Linked DNA regions of Urocitellus parryii: region 1 is linked to region 2. The links are chromatin contacts, called in public Hi-C maps. All regions are on one chromosome and are shown on one strand. The core of a region is the stretch at or near the end of the contact, and the rest is flanking DNA. Distances in the headings are between cores, read along the strand shown. Region 1 holds the start of F5 (coagulation factor V). Region 2 holds the start of LOC144257033 (L-selectin-like).

Region 1 (5,478 bases), core at 1,371-3,870, 180 kb before region 2:
TAGACACAGATAAATAACACATGATCCATAAAAATTTATGTTTAAAATAAATGATTAAGCAAATAAATAAATATATATTTTTATTAAGCAAATAAATAAATATATTTATTTATTCCTACCTGAAATGCTGGATCGAGGTTTTTCTTTCTTAAAATATGCTTCATACTCTCTGTAGACTATTTTCTTAAAGAAAGTTGTAAAAGGATTCGAACTGGAATCAAAACACAAACATTAATTTGAAAGATGCATATAACATCTACTCATATTATAACCAAGTATATCTCTCATAACCTCAGATGTCTAGAATGACAGTGTTTTATAGATATGAACAATAAATGTAATTAATGAAGTAATTATTGGACTCTTCAAAACTAGTATGTTGTGATCATATTCTTTCATAAGTTTAGAATGCCCTAATTAATGATGATTCTCAGAATCAATTTTCTTAAAAGGAACCTAAAATCATCGTATGAACTCAAACTTTAGGTTAGGTTTTAAATGATTAAAAATATGATCAAGTCACTTAAAAGTAAATAGGTGAGCTATTTGCAACCCATCAGTCAAATACAATTTTTCATAAAACACTTCCTGCAAATTATAATTTTAAGCCTCTGGGAAATGTTATAAATTTGTATTGATTTGTTTGACCCTATTTCTGCTTGAGAGGGTGGAGATAGCTAATGGAGTAAAACTCAGATTCCTGTTGGAAACAAATGAAAAAACTATCTTGGAAAGATTAAGTAACTTTCTAAGGAAATACAGTTGATATATGACAAAGCCAGGATCCAACGTGGTTAAAATCATTTCCTCTCCTCTGTCTTGACCCAGTTAATCTCTATTTTAATCTTTATTTCTACATTCAACAGGGTTCTGAATCATAATAACTACAGTACTATATTCCACAGGAATGACAGAGGTTCTGAAAGGAGAAAGTCCTGCAGGTGGCCCCCTTGTCAACAATTGACCCATCCTCCTTTCCTAACCCAGGGAAGACCTGCCAGCACAATGTGGTCCTCACATTGTACATTTGATCTTTTGGTTTGTATGCTTTGGCCTGCATCTATCCATCCCCACCCCAAGGCATAACCACCACAAGCTACAGGGAAGCTAGGACAGAGCTCCTGTTCCACCCATGAGCAGGCAAGATTAGTGTCAGAAAGAGTGTTATTTTCTATGGGGTTTGAGGGAGTAACAGTTCACTTAAGGGTGTGGGCATGAACTTGGATGAATCATCTAGAAATGCAATATTTAAAATTATTATCTTTTAAAAGAAAGAATTTCTTTGTATATATGACCAAGATAGTATATAATGCCCTCTTATATAACCTAGTTACAATGGAGTTTTTAAAAAGAGTTACTGTGATACATGGAAAAGACTTCAGAATATTACTTTTTTTTTGAAGATTGCTTTGGTTCTGTAATTGCAAAAGAAGAACACAGTTTTCACAATCATCTAAATTGTGATGCTAAGTTAAAAAATAAAAGTGATCACACTAGGAGGCTTACCATTTTAAACAAATAAAAATAAGATTAGCTGGAAATATTGGATAGACCCTATGATTTAGTTAATTTCTAGGAAGTCTCATTTTAACTTTTCAATTGGAAAAATATAGTTTGCAACTGAAAGATATGGTTTGATATTATTTAAACCTCCTCTTACTGACACATGCCTTTTAATAGTAACCTTACCAAAAATATCTAGGGTAAACCATACTCCAGGAAGTGATTAAGAGAGAAAAAATTAAGAGTCACCGTGAACAGCCATGAATAAGCCAAATATGAAGCAGGACAGAGTGAAAGTACTGAAGTGTCGCATTTACATGGACTGATGTTTTAAAAGTCATATTTAAGAAAGCAACAAAATGATGGCAGTAGTTATTCAGCTCAAAATAATTATCTGCTCAAATAAAGTACAAGGTGCACAACTTTAGTTTTAGGAGATGAAGTTATGTGACAATGGAATAAATAATATGTAACTAGAAATGCCATAAAAATACTGAACTAGTAAAAATCTGGAATGGGAGCTGGTAGGAAAGGCAGATGAGGGAGCTTGGTGTTTGTGAATCAATCAATATGTTAAACTGACGACAATCAGACTACTAACAAAACTGTACTGAAAACAAACTCACGAAAAGAAAGCAGCGTCTAAACAATCAAGTTGAATATTTTCCACGTTAGTGGAGCAAAATTAGCACTCACCAAGTTTGTTATGCTCTTCATACTTGATTAAATGTACTTATTTACCTGAACACACACACACACACACACACACACACACACACACACACACACACCTGTGGAATTACAAAAGTAATATTCTCTAAAACATTAGATTATCCACCCTGGCTACCCCTCCTGGACACCATACCTGAATTACCTTAGATTTGAGTGCTCAGGGTGGTAGTTCCAGTTGATGCCCTGAGCTGCCACGTAGAACTGCCTCAGCTGTGCTGCGTCAGCCCCGTGTCTCCCCCAGCCTGCCCAGCTGCTGCCCAGGACCACCAGTACCCAGAGGTGTGGGCAGCCTAGAAGCATGGTTCCTTCCCTTCTCCTGCCCTCTGCCCCCCTGGGACCAGCAGGGCTTGCCTGGCAGCTTGAGGTGCCTGGTGCTGCACTGTGAACTGTCTTGGCTGCAATGAGCTCTGGGAGGCTGTGGGTGGCAGTGTCCTCCTCCCCTGAAGCCTCTGGCTCACCCTCCCTCCCAGCTTCCTGGGGCTTGTCCCTGCAGGGGCGTGGTAAGATCACTGTCCTTGGTGAGGAAAGGGACAAGAGGAAGAGTTAGTAACTGTTTTTCTACAGGTAAAGAAAAGGCAGGCAGAGATCTTGCTAGAGGATCCAATAGGAGGGACAGTGCCCAGGAATTCACAGGCCACACTTCCCTGGCTGAAGCTACTGGAGCAGTAGCCTCCCACCTTCCATGGTGCATGTGTCAGAGTTTGTGCTTACCAGACTCTGCAATTCCCAGTACACTGAGACTCTGCAGCCTTCCTACCCCCAGTGGAAAGGGGCATTTTGTCTGATACTGGGCACAGAAATATTGTGCCCTCAGGTTGGCAATGAGTCCATGAGGAAGCCTACTGCTATAGATCACTTGGCCAACTTCTACCCAGGCACAGTTGTCTTGATAAGGGTTTGCTACTGGTTAGAACACAGCAGAGCAGAGGGCTTAGCTGAGATAATCAGTAGTTTAGATTTCAGTTCTGTTTACTAATTGTGCTCTTGGGCTCAACTCTCCAGACTGTGGCTTGACATCTGCACAATGGGGTTGCTAAGACCAGTTTTTCCTGAAAGCATTGTTGGAAGGATTAAAGAATATTGCCTAGCACTTAGAAAGCACACAGCACATGTTTATTTCTGTGATTATGTTTTCCTGTCTCCAGGGTCCCTCATATTTCCTGAAGGATGTATTTCACACAGGGTGATTAAATCTTTTTCTGCTGTTGGTAGAGGATCTGAGAATTCTATTATCTGAGATATCATGATGACTCATCCCAGGGTGCCTGGATCTGTGTGCCTCCAAGCTTCTGCATATGCTTTATGCCTTCAATTCATTCAACAAGTTGTGGTCTGACACCTCCAAGAGGTACTATTTAGTGACACCAGGCTTCTCTGCAACTCCCCTCCGCAGTCTTCTCTTTCCCCTTTTGCTAATATTATCTACCAATGTAGAATTTCCTTCCTCTTTTGCTTGCCCATTCTTTAAAGTTCAGAGTTCTACCTGTCTCTCTGATGGTGGACTCAAATTTGACTTTTCTATTTTATGAACTCCTACACCACCATTCAAATAATACACTTCTGTTGTTCACCTTGTATTATACTGTGTGGGTTTCTGTTGTACCCCAACTAGGTTATAAGTGCTCCAGGTCTTACACTTCTGTACATTTGATTTGTGAACCAGTGATTCCCAAAGTCAAGAGAGCATTAGGATTCCCTAGTGACTTTCACAAAGCGCAGATTCTGACTCAGGAAAGACCAGTGGCATATAATACCTAGCCTAGTGATAGACAAACAAGAAGCAGTTATGGATGCCAAAGGCAGTATGATTGATAAACTTTTTTTTAAAGCACCATGTGCCTAAATCCCAAGGTTATTATCAATATTCTTGAAAAAGCCTTGTAATCTTTAGACTGCTTTACCATTTTAACTTGTATATTTGCTTATATGTACCCAGTCTATATGATGTAGTCATTGGGTTACATTTCACCATGACAAAACAACTACAATGCTTGGCTCTCTAACTTTTGCATCAATTCTGGATAAACACTATATAACTTTCACTGACCCACTTATTAAACATGTGATTTAAAGAACAGGTAAAACACATTCATTCTTTCCTGTGAAACATTAAGGTAATGGAGACGTTCTGTTTCTCTGACTTTCTCTTGGACCAGGGAGTGTGATGTATGTATTTGCCAGCTCATTGACAGGTGGAGCTGTAATTAGGACAACTGGTGCCAACAGAGTGATGTATACAGACCTTATTGAACAAAACATCAAACAAAGGAACATGGCATTTGGGGGCAAATCCATTTAATTGGTCTTTGGGTCCTTTGATAAGATCTACAGTGAGATGGAGCTTCCTGTTCTGATTCTTGGTCTTCTATAGCCTTGGGTACCATCCCAGGTTTCTCTGGAAACCTCAGCAGCAGAGGTCTAAGGCTCCTCATTGACAGCAACCACTGGAGTTCTGGGAGATCCTGCTGGGGTTTCCTGAAGTCAGAGATGTGCCTGGCTTCCAACACTGCAGAGAAGCCTTCCTTAACCCCCAAATAAAGGGGTATTTTCATTTCTCCAGTCTGGTCTCCTGGTGAGTCAAACACTCTGGTCTCTTTGACTAGCTGGTATTTCCAGTGACAGCCGTGTTCAAGTCCACAGACCACAGCACAAACATTTGCTCTTGGCGTCAGCAGCTTGTGTTGGAGGAAGAGCAGAGGTGGAGCAGGAAGGGGGTGATGGGGAGGTCAGAACATGGCACAGTCCTCTGCTCTGGTCCAGAGTTTGTCTAAAGGAGAGTCCATGCCCTTATCCAGGGGGTAACAGAAAACTGCCACAACTGTGCTACAGTTAAAGTCAAGTTTAGCAGGAAGCTCCATGTTCACCAACTAGGATCCTGAGAGGTTGGGAGATAGGTCTCTGAAAATGAGATTAAAAGAAATCAAAATCAGTATTTTTCCTTTAAAAAATAAAAGAAATCTTTCATCATATCTCTCCTCTGAGGCTCAAGACAATCTTCTCTTTCTAGATTGCAGATTTTCTGCTCAAGGCTACTTTCCTTAAGAAACTCAGCTATTACTGTGCTGCTCTGGAAAAGAGTGGTAGCAGTTTCCGTTTTTCCAGCAAGTAACAGAGGAGGTTGTCAGGGAGCAGCCACAGTGTCAATCAATACACCTAGCAGCCAACAACAATACTGTCACATTCCTGGAGTAAGGAACATACTGCTGGAGCACTTCTATCCTGGAGGTTATGGAAAGGCTTGAT
Region 2 (5,345 bases), core at 1,043-3,542:
ATGTTTCACTGCCCAAGCACCACTTCCCTCTCACCAGAGACTCTCAGGGGAGGACATCGGCCACCTGACACCCTAGGATCACATTCTGAGACTGAGAGCATTTTTGGTTTCTGCATGTTAAAAACCAAAAATGAAATGGCTTGTTTCTTGTCCCATGCCACCTGCCCCTCCAGCCCCAGGAGAGTTTCTGCGTGTCTGGAATCTCTGGGCCAAAGGCTCACCATGGCTTTGCTGGCTCCTTCTCTGGGTCCACAGCCTTCAGCCTCTGCACTCAGCACCTGGGCTCTCTGGGTCCTTGTGGAGGGAGCCTGCTTGCTCCAGGGGAGGGCTCTGAGTGTCACTAGCAGGGCTCTCTCCACCCAGTCTCACATCCTCCTCCCTCCTCCCTCCCCTTCCTCCTCTTCTTCTCTCACCTCTTCCCCCACCCCTTTCTTTAGCTGGCGTCTGCCCCTCTCCCTGGGACCAGTGAGGTGTTGTGGTTGGATTCTCCTTCCTCTCCCACTTCCATCCTCCTCCCTCTTTCCCTTGTCCTGTGCTTCCTTCCTTCCCTTCTGCTGCCCCCCTTTATAGTTCTCATGCTGTTGTCTTCTTCCTCCTCCTTCTCCTCCTCCTCTTCCTCCTCCTCCTCCTCTTCCTCCTCCTTCTCCTCCTCCTCCTCCTCCTCCCTCCTCCTCCTCCCTCCTCCTCCTCCTCCTCCTCCTCCTCCTCCTCCTCCTCCTCCTCCTCCTCCCTCCTCCTCTATCTCCTTATTAAAGCTAGACTAACTCCTGGCTACCTGTTGTAGGTGGCCCTGGTAATACCACAGTTCAAACTTCTATTTCAGACCATTTTTTTAATTTACATATGACAGCAGAGTGCATTACAATTCAGATTACACATACAGAGCACAGTTGTTCACATCTCTGGTTGTACATAAAGTATATTCACACCAATTCATGTCTTCATACATGTGCTTTGGATAATGATGTCCATCTCATTCCACCATCATTTCTAACCCCATGCCCTCTTCATTCCTCTCCCACCCCTCTGCCCTATCTAGAGTTTGTCTATTCCTCTCTTGTTCAGACTCCCTACCCCACTATGAATCAGCCCTTTTATATCAGAGAGAACATTTGGCATTGGTTTTTAGGGATTGGCTAACTTCACTTTATTTCAAACTTATTATTTAAATTTCATAATTTATATAATAAATAAATTCATGTATTAATTTATTTGTTTGTTTGTTTGTTTCAAACAAATAAAAGGTGTCTGTCACACTTCAATAAGAGCTACCTGGCTCACTTGACAAAATCCAGTTCCTTCTCCTCCTTTCCTTGCTCGCCTCCTAGTGGAGGAGCTTGTGAATGGCACCCCCTGAAGTGAATCCCTGAAGTCCAGGGGTTTAGGCTTTCTGCCCTGGGAAGGATTGGGGTCCACACATTTCTAAACTATAAAATGCATCTTATTTGTTGGATTTTATGAAGTATAAAACTTATTTCACTTCTGAACCACAAAGTGTATTTTGTTTGACTTTATTATTTGTTTGTTATTCTATTTGGTAGACATTTCTATTTTTTTAAAGCCACACATAAATGCAGACTTCTCTGAAGAAAGCCAATTTGTGTCTTCTGGCACCCAGACAAGTTGGTTCAAGCCTCAGAGTTGCATTAATTCCCAGAGATTTCCTTCAATTCAGGTCTTGTCAGGCAGAACGACCTAGATCCCAACCAAATTTTGCAGGGGAAAGATGTCTTGGAGAGGGAGGTGATTATTTAGTCAACACTGTCAAACACATGCAGTTGATTTACTTTTCTGTACATTTTAAATTCTCTCTGTATATTGAGTTACACTTCTAGCTACTTGGACCACATCAACCTAGCCCCTCACTGAGTCCATCCAGCGCTGTGGCTTTTAAATCTCAGCAAAGTTATTTTTCATGTGTTCATTTGAATCATGTGGATTGATCTTGTGTTTGTCAAACACATTTTTCCTGACAACACAGTGAGAGACGTGGGGTAGAGTTAGAGCGCCATGGGATGTTATTCTGCCTCTCAAGGAATGCAGTCCTGGCACTGGTGTAACAGGAACCAGAGCTGAAAACATGCTAAGTGAGAGAAGCCAGGCCGGGAGGCCGCACACTGGTCGAGTCCATTCTGTGGGATACCAGGAACAGGAGGAGCCACAGAGCAGGAGGTGGCCTGCAGGCCCATGCTGCTGAGGGAGCAGGTGATAGGGCTTTTCATGGAAGTGCTTTGGAACTAGGACAGGGGCTGGTGGCACAGTGCTGTGGAGGTGCTGGACTGTCCCCCTCATCACGGCTGCATTGCATCACACAAACTTCAGCTCAATGTGGAAATCAAGCCAAGTGTGCACTGAGCTTGAAGAGAGGAGCTGGGGCAGCAGAGTCACAGGCACCTGTCAGCAGCCACTTGAAGGGCTGCAAGAGAAGGGGCTTACTGGGCTGTGCCACCAGGTGGGGCTGGTGGCATGACAACCCACCACTCCCTGAGGGAGGAGCCACTGCTGGAAGGCCAGTGACCACCTGAGGGTGGAGGGAAGAGCCTCTGGGGGCCCCTGAGAGCAGCATCCTAGGACCACAGAAGAACCATCGCCCCGGCTTTCCTAGCCTGCCCCTCAGAGGGCCTCCGCTTGCTGGTTCCTCGCCCAGCAAGGAGCTCCCACGGCAGTCCCCTCAGGTTGCCTGGAAGGATGGGTATGCAGCCCACCCACAGCCACAGTCCTCCCTCCAGGCCACCGTGGGACCCCTCCTCAGATGCCTCCCCTCCACAGCCCTATCCAAACACCTCCACACGGCTCAGAGAGCCTCTCCCTGCACCTGGGGTCAGGCCACCTCCTGGACAGTTCACCACACCCCTGTCTCCACACAGCCTCGAGGTCCTTCCCAGATGCTCCCCTGCTGCCCCTGGAACTCCTGCTTCACAGTCGGCAGGCTCACCCATATGCTGCAGTTCTCCCCAAACCTCCTTCTACCTTCCTCCATAGCAACCGCTGCCTCCTGGGGACATGTCTCCCCTGCAGATCTCTCAGGACAGTGACATTTTCTCCACACTCTGCAGGATGGGCCTCCTGCCTTCTGATGGGGCCCTTTTACACATCTTTGTTCCCCACCACACTGGAAAGAAAAGGAAGCAGCAATCAAATAACCCAGGATCTCACCACACCAGGATGTGCCATCTTGTCACTGTCCTCATGGTGGTGACCCCAACTCCTCATGCACTGGTGGCTTTGGCACCTGGCTCCTGGTCCTCCTGTCCCTGGAAGCACCTCCCACAGCCATTTGTACTGCACCATGCACTGAACACCTGTCCCACAGCAGGATCTTCACTCTCTAAGTCAAGGTCAGCCACTCCTCCCTGAGCACAGCCTCCACCTTGACACCTCAGGAGACTTCAGCATCTCTAAAGTCACATGATCAAGACGTCCTCCCATCACCTCTGTCCCCTGTTCCTGCTGGCTTGTTGCTCAATATCTCACTGTGATGCCTTTATTCCTACCCCACTGACCCCCAGCTGTTAACTCACCCCCCACTCCTTTTTATTTCACAGTGGGACTCATTTTTAGTTTTTATATTTTAATCACACATATTAATTGTACACATTAATGTGGTTCAGTGTGATATTTCCGTACATGCCATACAGTGTTCATTGATCAAATTCAACCTCCCTTTGTCCACATCCTTCACACCCTTCTCAATCTCTGATAATCATTTTCTTCTTTCAGGTCAGATTTTTTAGCCTCCAAAGGAGAGGGAAACACATATCTGGCTTATTTCACTTTCCACAATATCCTCCAGTTCCATGCATTTTGCTGCAAATGGCAAGAACCTATTCTTCTTTATGGGCAAACAACACTTCATTGTGATTAGACACCACATTTTTCCCTACTCATGGGCTGAAGGTCACCACAGCATACTCAGGTATTCAGGGGTCTCTTTGCTGTGCTCATTTCATTTCCTCTGACCAAGGTAAATGACCTTTTGCTGTATCATGGAATTTAATTTGATTATTTTCTTGAGAAGTCTACATCTATGTTCATCAGGAAGATTGGTCTATAGTTTTCTATTTTGGCTATGTCTTCACTGGTTTGGGTGACAGGGTAAAGCTAGACTTATAGGATGTGTTTGAAGGGGTTTCTTCCCTTTTAATTTTATGGAACTTTCTGAGAAGAATTGACCTAAGCTCTTTTGTAAAGTTTGGTGAAATTCAGCAGTGAAGTCATCTGGTTTGGGTTCTTCTTTGTTGAGAGATTCAATCTAACTACTTGTTACTGGTTTGTTAATTTTTTTAATAACCTCATAGTCCAATTTTGGCAGGTCATAAGTGTCCATAAATGTGTCCATTTCTTCTAGGTTTCCCAACGTATTAGTATATAATTTTTCAAAATAATTCCTAAAGATCCTTTCTTGGTATAAGTTGTCATATCTCCCTTTCATTTAATTGGTTATTCTAATTCGTTATGCATAACGACACAATGCAATTTATTTCATATTACACATATAGAGCTCAATTTTTCAAGTCATTGATTGTATGCAAAGTATTTTCACACCATTCGTGTCTTATACATGTACTTAGGGTAGTGATGTCTCACTCATTCCACCATCATTCCTACCCCCTTGCCCTCTCCTTTCCCCTCCCTCCCCTTTGCCCTATCTAAAGTTCCTCCACTACTCCCAAGTTCCCTGCCCCATCCCCATCACCATTTTGAGTCAGCATCTTCATATCAAAGAAAACATTCAATGTTTGGGTTTTTTTTTTAATTGGCTAATTTCACTTAGCAGTGTATTCTCCAACTTCATCCATTTACCTGCAAATGCCATGATTTTATTCTCTTTTAATGCTGAGTAATGTTCCACTATGTATATATACCGTTTCCCTATGCATTCATCTACTGAAGGACATCTAGGTTGGTTCCACAATTTAGCTATTGTGAATTGTGCTGCTATAAACATTGATGTGGCTGTGTCCCTGTAGTATGCTGATTTTTAAGTCCTTTGGGTATAAACTGAAGAGTGGGATAGCTGGGTGAAATGGTGGTTCCATTCCCAGTTTTCCAAGGAATCTCCACACTGTTTTCCAGATTGGCTGCACCAATTTGCAGTCCCACCAGCAATGTATGAGTGTGCCTTTCCCGCCCACATCCTCATCAACACTTACTGTTGTTTGTATTCTTGATAGCTGTCATTCTGACTGGAGTGAGATGAAATCTTAGAGTAATTTTGATTGGCATTTCTCTAATTGCTAGAGATGTTGAACATTTTTTCATATATTTGTTGATGGATGGTATATCCTCTTCTGAGAAGTGTCTGTTCAGTTCCTTGGCTCATTTATTGATTGGTTTATTTGTTT

Evidence for each region. Hi-C and Micro-C count contacts between places; a contact is called where the count stands out from the background.
Region 1: a Hi-C map of liver shows a contact between it and region 2, with 4 times the contacts expected there. The contact joins the promoter of F5 here to the promoter of LOC144257033 in region 2. A contact is called at or near these places in 2 of 2 Hi-C or Micro-C datasets (liver and muscle).

Annotation. Positions count from the first base shown.
Region 1 is chr9:142,457,543-142,463,020 of mUroPar1.hap1, reverse strand. F5 (coagulation factor V) reads right to left here and starts at 2,620. Exons shown (of 25, transcript XM_026405243.2): 1 at 2,378-2,620; 2 at 120-211. The coding sequence starts at 2,535. The region is part of intron 1 of Firrm (FIGNL1 interacting regulator of recombination and mitosis); the gene reads left to right. It overlaps Selp (selectin P), which reads right to left. Exons shown (of 16, transcript XM_077802693.1): 16 at 4,575-5,133.
Region 2 is chr9:142,278,507-142,283,851 of mUroPar1.hap1, reverse strand. LOC144257033 (L-selectin-like) reads right to left here and starts at 2,292. Exons shown (of 13, transcript XM_077802961.1): 1 at 2,144-2,292; 2 at 222-294. The coding sequence starts at 2,292. The region is part of intron 1 of Firrm (FIGNL1 interacting regulator of recombination and mitosis); the gene reads left to right.